Linked DNA regions of Mus musculus: region 2 is linked to region 1. Evidence: chromatin contacts called from public Hi-C data. All regions are on one chromosome and are shown on one strand. Each heading gives the region's core, a stretch centred on a gene start, on an enhancer-like site or on the middle of the called end of the contact. The rest is flanking DNA. Distances are from core to core; before and after follow the strand shown. Region 1 has its middle 39 kb from the start of Tmem28. Region 2 overlaps Eda (ectodysplasin-A).

The links. Hi-C and Micro-C count contacts between places; a contact is called where the count stands out from the background.
Region 2: a Hi-C map of the N1E-115 cell line shows a contact between it and region 1, with 8 times the contacts expected there. The contact joins two enhancer-like sites. A contact is called at or near these places in 5 of 484 Hi-C or Micro-C datasets (LSK cells, the N1E-115 cell line, embryonic stem cells and 1 more).

Annotation. Positions count from the first base shown.
Region 1 is chrX:99,856,872-99,860,701 of GRCm38.p6, reverse strand. No RefSeq gene overlaps it. Among named protein-coding and RNA genes, the nearest start is that of Tmem28, 39 kb to the right of the region's middle. Within about 2 kb of position 1,826, at least 6 of the 459 cell types and tissues checked have an H3K27ac peak or open chromatin away from gene starts, as enhancers often do. A contact at or near this core is called in the N1E-115 cell line, where this site is marked.
Region 2 is chrX:99,991,344-99,994,979 of GRCm38.p6, reverse strand. The region is part of intron 1 of Eda (ectodysplasin-A); the gene reads right to left. Among named protein-coding and RNA genes, the nearest start is that of Eda, 18 kb to the right of the region's middle. Within about 2 kb of position 1,334, at least 3 of the 459 cell types and tissues checked have an H3K27ac peak or open chromatin away from gene starts, as enhancers often do. A contact at or near this core is called in the N1E-115 cell line, where this site is marked.

The DNA.
Region 1 (3,830 bases), core at 577-3,076:
TTACTTTCCTCATCCATCTCAGTAAAATTTCAGACCATTGACTGCACCCAGATATTTGCTCCATCCCCAACCTATCCTGACTCCCAGGGTTGATTATTCTCATCACTAACCTTATCACTAAAGCCTTCTTACCTGTTTGTTTTTAACCTTAAAAATCCCAAACCTTGAATCAAGATGGCCGCCAACCTTTCTGATCTTTGGCCAGAATGTCTGAAGAAAGCTGTGTACCACTTATATGAGTGCGGCTATAAATATGTGGTTTTTAATTTTAGTTTATAAACATAGTTTACCCTGTGAGTTTTATTCCCCCCACTCTCTCTGTCTCACTCTTTCTCTCTCTCTCTCTCTCTCTCTCTCTCTCTCTCTCTCTCTCTCTCTCTCTCTCTCTCTCTCTTTATCTGTCTTTCATATTCCTTGGCCACTATTTTAAACCTTTGCACTTTTGTAGGTACCAGCCATGGTTTAAGAACTGCCTTTCCATAAATGCAAGCTTGTTTCCTTCTTCAACTGTATTTCCTTTTTCCTTTTACTCTTTTCCTGTACAAGGCTAATTATTCTTCCCATGTTGTGGAATATGTCATCATGTATTTCCCTTTGTTGACTCTTCAATCTCTGTCAGCTTCATCTTCTGATAACTGAGAATGAGCATGCATGGGTGGTGTGTGTGTGTGTGTGTGCGTGCACACACTTCTCCCATTTCCTAAAAACATAGTCTCTCTTGAGCTTATATATGAATATATGCCTGTATCAGCATAACCTGGATAGAGGTGGGGTAAAAACGCCTCTCATATTGGAGGAGAATGGCCAAAATGTTGCTCTAGGGAGTGCTCTGATCATGAGACTGCCAAAGTGGTAGGAAATCATGACATGGTGAGCATATAGGGTGTCGTGAGTCTGTAGTGGTTCTGTTTCAGCCCCTTACTCCTTGCTTTAACCATTTCTTGGTGCACCAACCATTTACATCTCCTTGGCTGCCTAGGACGTAGTTGGGTCAACCTTCCTGGCTGTGCCCAAGATAAGAAGTGCCAGTTTTTGCTGTCATTTCTATTTTGTTTTTGTTTTAAGAAAAGGATAATATGTGGAAATTTCTCAGGATGCTTTGTATTCTGAATTTTCTCCCACTACCTACTAGCTATTTGCTAGTGACTCATTCTGATGTCCCCAAAGGAGGTTCTTTCATCCAAACCCCTTGACGGTGTTTGAAAATCCACTCTATGTTGTAGCCTATTGCTGCCAATGTGGTCAGTGGAAAAGGGCTGGCCAGTCACACAGCTTCTGACCAATAAGGATAAGGCAAGCAGCAGGGATCCAAATTGCAAATGTTGGTGCTGAGAAATCAAGTCTTGTGACCCTGCCTTCTTTCTGGGGTGTGTGTGGGGTGGGAGGGTGTCTGCTGGGATGGCCTTCTCCTGAGTCCCTCCCTTGCCTCCTCCCTTTGTGGGCAGGGTTGTACCAGACCAAGAAGACACTGCCCCAGGGGCTCGTAATCTGAGTGAGACAGTCCAATTATGTACAATTTATGGAGCTCAATTGGAGTGAGTTCAGAAAAGAGCAACCTGAACAATTAAGGGACCGGAGGGCTCGGCTTCTGGGGCAAGATAAAAGGCAGGAGGTCTCAGGCAGACCCAGTGGTTTCAGGAGAGCGGGTGAAGGGGGAGGGCCTGCAAGGATGTCTGCCAGCTAGGGAGTGTTAACCGAGCCAACACCTGGGAGCGAGGAGGGTGGACGAGCAGGAACAAGGCGAGGGATGTGAGCCCCCAGGAAGTGTGGCCAAGAGGCTTGGAGCGCAGACCCAGGTGCTAGGAGCCAAGGCATGTTGAGCAAGTAGTAAATTTTGGCTTTCCTGGCCCAAGTCCTGGCTTGAGGGAATCCCAGGAAGCCCTGGAGAGTGGAGCTGGCAGCAGGATGGTGCCTTGACAGAAAGAAACCTAGATTGGGGCCTAGTAAATGCTCAGGCTCCATAAGAAGGATGCATGATGTAGAAAAATGATGGTTAAGGAGTTATGTGATATTGAGAGGAGGAGGAGGAGGAGGAGGAGGAGGAGGAGGAGGAAGAGGAGGACTGTTTTAGTCTTGACAGGCTATGTGATTTGGGAAAAGTCCTTTCCTTTCCTATGAGTTGGATTCCTCCTCTGTCAAAAAGGGAGACCTTTTGAAGACTTGAACTCTCTTTTAATGACATCTTACATAGAATCCTACTCTGTAAATGAGAGAAAAACAATACTTGGTTAATAGAAGGGTGCCAGTTAAGTTCAAATTTATGTCAACAGAACTATGGGGGTATTTATATCAACTCAGTAGCTTGAAACCAAATGTTGTGAGTCTCTTGCTACCTAAAATCCAAGGGCACCTCAGAACTCTGATGCTTTCCGAATGAATTCTGTGGGTCCTGAAAGGGTAGATTCTGTCTTCTTTCCCATGTGTTCACAGTGCCTTGGGATCATTTATGCCTGCCTTGGGGCATGGCTCAACTGCGTCCAATTGAACTGTGGACCTCTGATTTGGCAAAAGACAACTGCCAGAGGCATGCCATATGGCTGTTTCAGGGTTCCCACCCAGATGGCTCTAGATGGTTTTCCTGTATGGGAGGACTCACAGCGTCCTGGTCTCTCAACAAACAGTGTGTACCCCTTTTCTCTTTGGCCACAGTTTCCAGAAGTTTCACAATTGGGTGCCAAGGGGTGGCCCACACTACAAACTTTTAGAGTTTGAGTAAAACCATCCTAATCCAAAAAAAGAAGTTACCTGGACAAGAAGTTCAAGAGTGGGCCTGGTTTAAACACCACACTTAGCCATAAGGTACTGACTGTGTAAATGGTGTTACCAAGCAAAGCTATGGATAGTACAGGTTCTTGCTTGTTTCCTGCAGGGCCTTCCTTGAATGGGAGATAATTCCAGGTCTTCTTAGGAGAATATTAAAAAGGACTTAATAGAATTAGAAAAATGAGGAACATTTTTGTTAGGTTAAAGGTGCAGAATCCAGCAGGAATATGAAGGAATATAGTTTAAAAAAAAACACATGGTGCAGGCTTATGTTTTTTTTATTCATTTCCTTTAGAAATGCAAAAGTGTCTTGATATACTGTCATTCATATTCTTTAAAGTGGCTGTATAATAAGCCATTGTATATATGCATCAAAACTTATTGAACCTATCTTCTTTTGATGAAATCTAAGTTCCAGTAATATATATGATTCAGGATCTTACCACCCCTATTATTATGTACACATCATCCGACAGAGGTGGAAACACTCAAGCACATCTTATTAGAGTAGGTGTGTTACCGTTTAAAGTAACTGTGAGCTGTCAGGGCAGAGTGCTCTGGAAGGCTATGGCCTCCTTTACCAGTTTTGGGGCTTACCCAGAACTTTGGTCTGCTGGAGCTAAATGGTTTCCTTGGACATGGTGGAAAATGGAGCCAAAAGCTCAGATGGCCTGGTAGGGACTCTTGAGATACACTCACCAACTAACAATTCCTGATTGGTGGCACGCACCTTCCTTCCTTCCTTCCTTCCTTCCTTCCTTCCTTCCTTCCTTCCTTCCTTTCCTTCTTTCCTTCTTTCTTTATTTTGTTATTGTTGTTCCTTGAACCACTTGAAGCAGTGGCCAGAGATGGCAGACTACTTTTAGAAGCCAGGCAGATAATGAAAATCCAGGAAGCCAGCTTCATGGCTGATGACAGATGGCAACTGACACCTAGTTTCAACAAGGGACCAAAGGGGAAGGTGTGACAGTGGGCCTGACTTCTAGAGCTGACTCAATTCTAGCTGCCAGCACTGCCACCTATTAATGAATAAGCCAGGAATTTGGCTTTAAATGAACTCTCCCCAG
Region 2 (3,636 bases), core at 85-2,584, 130 kb before region 1:
ACAAGCATTGCCTTTTATCCTTGATAGTAACTCACCGAAAAATTGAGGAAACGCCCACCTGAAATCTGCCACTCTCCTTTCCATGAGTCTGAATAAAGATGTAACATTCCTTCCAGAAAAAGCCCTCTGTTTCACCACCTTAATAACTTAGCTTATACATTAAAAGGACTTTAGGGCCAGCGAGCTGGCTCAGCTGGCTAAAGAGCTAGGCAAGAAGACCTGATTACCCGAGTTTGATCCCCAGGAGCAAGATAACAGGAAAAGAACTGACTTTATGGGATACTCTTCTGGTCTACACATATGCATGGCATTATGGCAGCCCACCACCCCAACAATAATTATAAATAAATATTTTTAAAAGTGCTCTAGAACCATCCAATGCTTCTAGGCACACACTGCTGTTTAAACTTTGATTGTCCTTGCAGGTCAATGGCGTGGCAGGTTGAAAGACTAAAGATCTGTAAACCACAAAATAAAATTGAGCAGTAATCTCCTTTTGAAAATCAATTTCTTTGTGGCTGTCTGCTTTCAAACTATATTATACACTATCACTCCAATAAAAATTACTCTTCATCTCTGAAGTGCAGGCCCATTGACAAGTGGATATACATGGGGAAAATTACTCAGCGGCCTATTATTTTAAAGTGGTTTCAGCGGCTACCAGTAGGAAAATCCCTAGGAAGCCACAAAGGACAGGGAACTACTCTTTCCCTCAGTTATTGCAAGCACATAGCCCTAGCATCTGGCTGCGGAGATGACAACTGAAGTCTAATTCCTCTCTTCCCAAAAGACACACAATCATTAGCTAATTTTCTAAATGGTGTGCTCATTAAGCATTCACTACCACACAAACTCTTGCATCAGTGATCATCAAAGGTAGGACTAGTAACAAAAGTGGCAAAAGTGTAATAGCCAACAATAAAGGAACTGAAGCTAGGAAGGCGATCAACGCTTATGTCACTCACACTCTCGTTTTTATTTTCTCCCTTTAGAGCAGTGATTCCCAAATGGAGATGAGCATCAGTATTATCGAAGAAGCCATAGATACACTCCAAAGAGTCTGAAGATGTGGGATAAGCTGTGGCCACACACAGGTAGGTTTTTAAAAAGTTCTCCAACACTTTACACTGGTTAAAATGGCATTCACATTCATCTGAATGATATATATTAAACCTAGAAGTCTAAAAAAAAAGAGTCTAAGCAGAATCTGAGAATATTTCCCCTATCTCTATCAGAAAAAGTAAGAATAAAAGTCATAGAGGCATAGAGGCAAAGGGAGTGAGTAATGGACAGGGCAGAAGAGGAAACAAGAGATAACAATTGTGAGCCAGAATTAATTACTGCCCACTGTAGTGTAAGTAATTAGCTAGGCCTTATCTCAGTCTGTTTTGTGCTGCTGTAACAGAATACCAGAAATTGGGTAATTCATAAAGTAAATAAATGTATTAAGCCAGGCATGGTGGTACATGCCTATAACCCTAGCATGTAAGAATAGAAGCGATAGCTTGGATAGTAGTCAACACTTTCTCCTCAGCTACCAAACAAGTTTGAGGCCGACCTGGGCTGCACGCAACCCTGTTTCAAAGAAACAAACAAACAGAGAAAAGAAAGAACTTTGTTTTGTTTCTCACAATTCTGAAGGCTGAAATGATACTGGAAGATAGATGATTGATTGAGAATATAACACAGATGGATATTAATTGGGGGTCTACTCCCATGACTGCTGATGCATTTCTATAATAGCATTTATTCATGGGGCCTCATTGACTAATCACCACTTAAAGGTCCCACTACTTAATACTCTTGCAATGCTAATTAAATTTCAACGTGGGTCTTAGAGGGAGATATTCAAACCACAGATGGCTATTTGTGCATGCTAGCATCTATCTACACTAACTCATTTATAGTCCCACAAATTAAAGATTCTTACTCTGAAGTGCACAACAAAATGGCCAGTACAGTCCTTCCAATTAAAAATGAATGGCCTGACATCCCTGATGCTTCTGGTTGAGTTTAATTCTGGGTTAGAATCCTGAAGTCACCTATTATGGAAAAAGTTTTAAGCATTTGCAATGAACAGGCTTGAAGATTCCCTTCATATGAAGATAAATATCACTCTGAAACAACTAACATCTCTTACACATTTACTTTATGATTTTTTTAAAGAATAACAAATGCATCAAGATATAATTCACGCACCATAGAATTCACTTATTTTTGTAGGAATTGTATTGAACTGTGTAATTTCATGATATCTCTTGCTTCATTTTCTTTAAAGCACCACTACTCCTACCCTAGTCATAGTAAAAATCAGTTTTGAAATCTTTTCTTTCCCACAATAAGTGCCCTCATGTCCATAGTTAGTGGATCTTCAGTCCTACTACTCACCACAGATACTCACTAATCTCAGTTTTTCTCCACATATTTGTTTATTCTGGATATTTCATACAAATAGAATTATGCAATATGATGTGGGCCTTTGTGACTGGCTCTTTTCACTTACCATATTTTTGAAATCCTACCATGTTGTAACATATTCAAACTTCATTCCTCTTTATGGCTGAAATACATTCTATTAGAATTTTTGCCACATTTCTTTATTCATCAGACATTTGGTTTGAAATGAAAATTATGAATACCACTTACTTTGAGCATTCCTGTAGAGGTTTTTGTGTGAACAGACGTTTTCAATTCTTTTGGGCACAAGCATACAAGTAGAATTGGGTCATTATGCAATAAGTAATTCTATATTAACTTATTAAAGGAGTGGAAAACCATTTTTCAAGACTACTATATCATTTAACATGCCCACCAGCAATATATTAGTGTTCCCATTCTCTATACCTCCATTGTTTATTACCTTTTTCATTATGGCCATTCTAATAGGTATAAAATGATGCATTTCTATGGTAACAGTGTTGAGCATATTTTTGTGTATTTTGGACATTTGTGCATCGTCTTTGATAAAAATGTATGCATCTTTTCTCTACTTTGTCTTCTTATTCATCACATTTCAAGAGGCCTATTTTGGAAACATTTTCCCCTACTCTCATGTTTCTTTTCATATTTTCAAAGGCTTCTTTAGAAAAACATTTTTCCAAATACAATTCACTTCTGTGTGTTGTTGTTTGACTATGTTTTTGGTTCCATGTCTAAGAAATATTTGCTCAATATGAAGGTCATAATTTTTTTCTGTTTTCTTCTAAAAGTGTTGTTCTAGCATTTTAAACTAAGGTTATTTAAAAGTAAATTCAGGGGTATGGTGTGTTGCATATACCAACATTCACTTTTTTATTTAATTTGACTCATGGCTTTTTAAACTTTTTAAATTGATAGATTAAAACATAAAACATATACATATTATTAGCACACTGTATAATGTTTTAACACATGAATGCACTGTAGACTGTATCTAAGAGGCAAGATATATATGAGAATAAAACTAAACCAGAGTATCTAAGGCATAGTGATTAAATCAGGTTAAACACATCTATCTAATCAAGCAAGGATTATTCTAGTGAAAAAAAAACTTTAAAATCTTTATTGATTCTCCCTCATAACAATACTTCCCAATTGCAGTCTCCCCTCACTCCACTCTTCCCAGTCCCCACCCCTTATCTGCCCTCTTCCACAGAT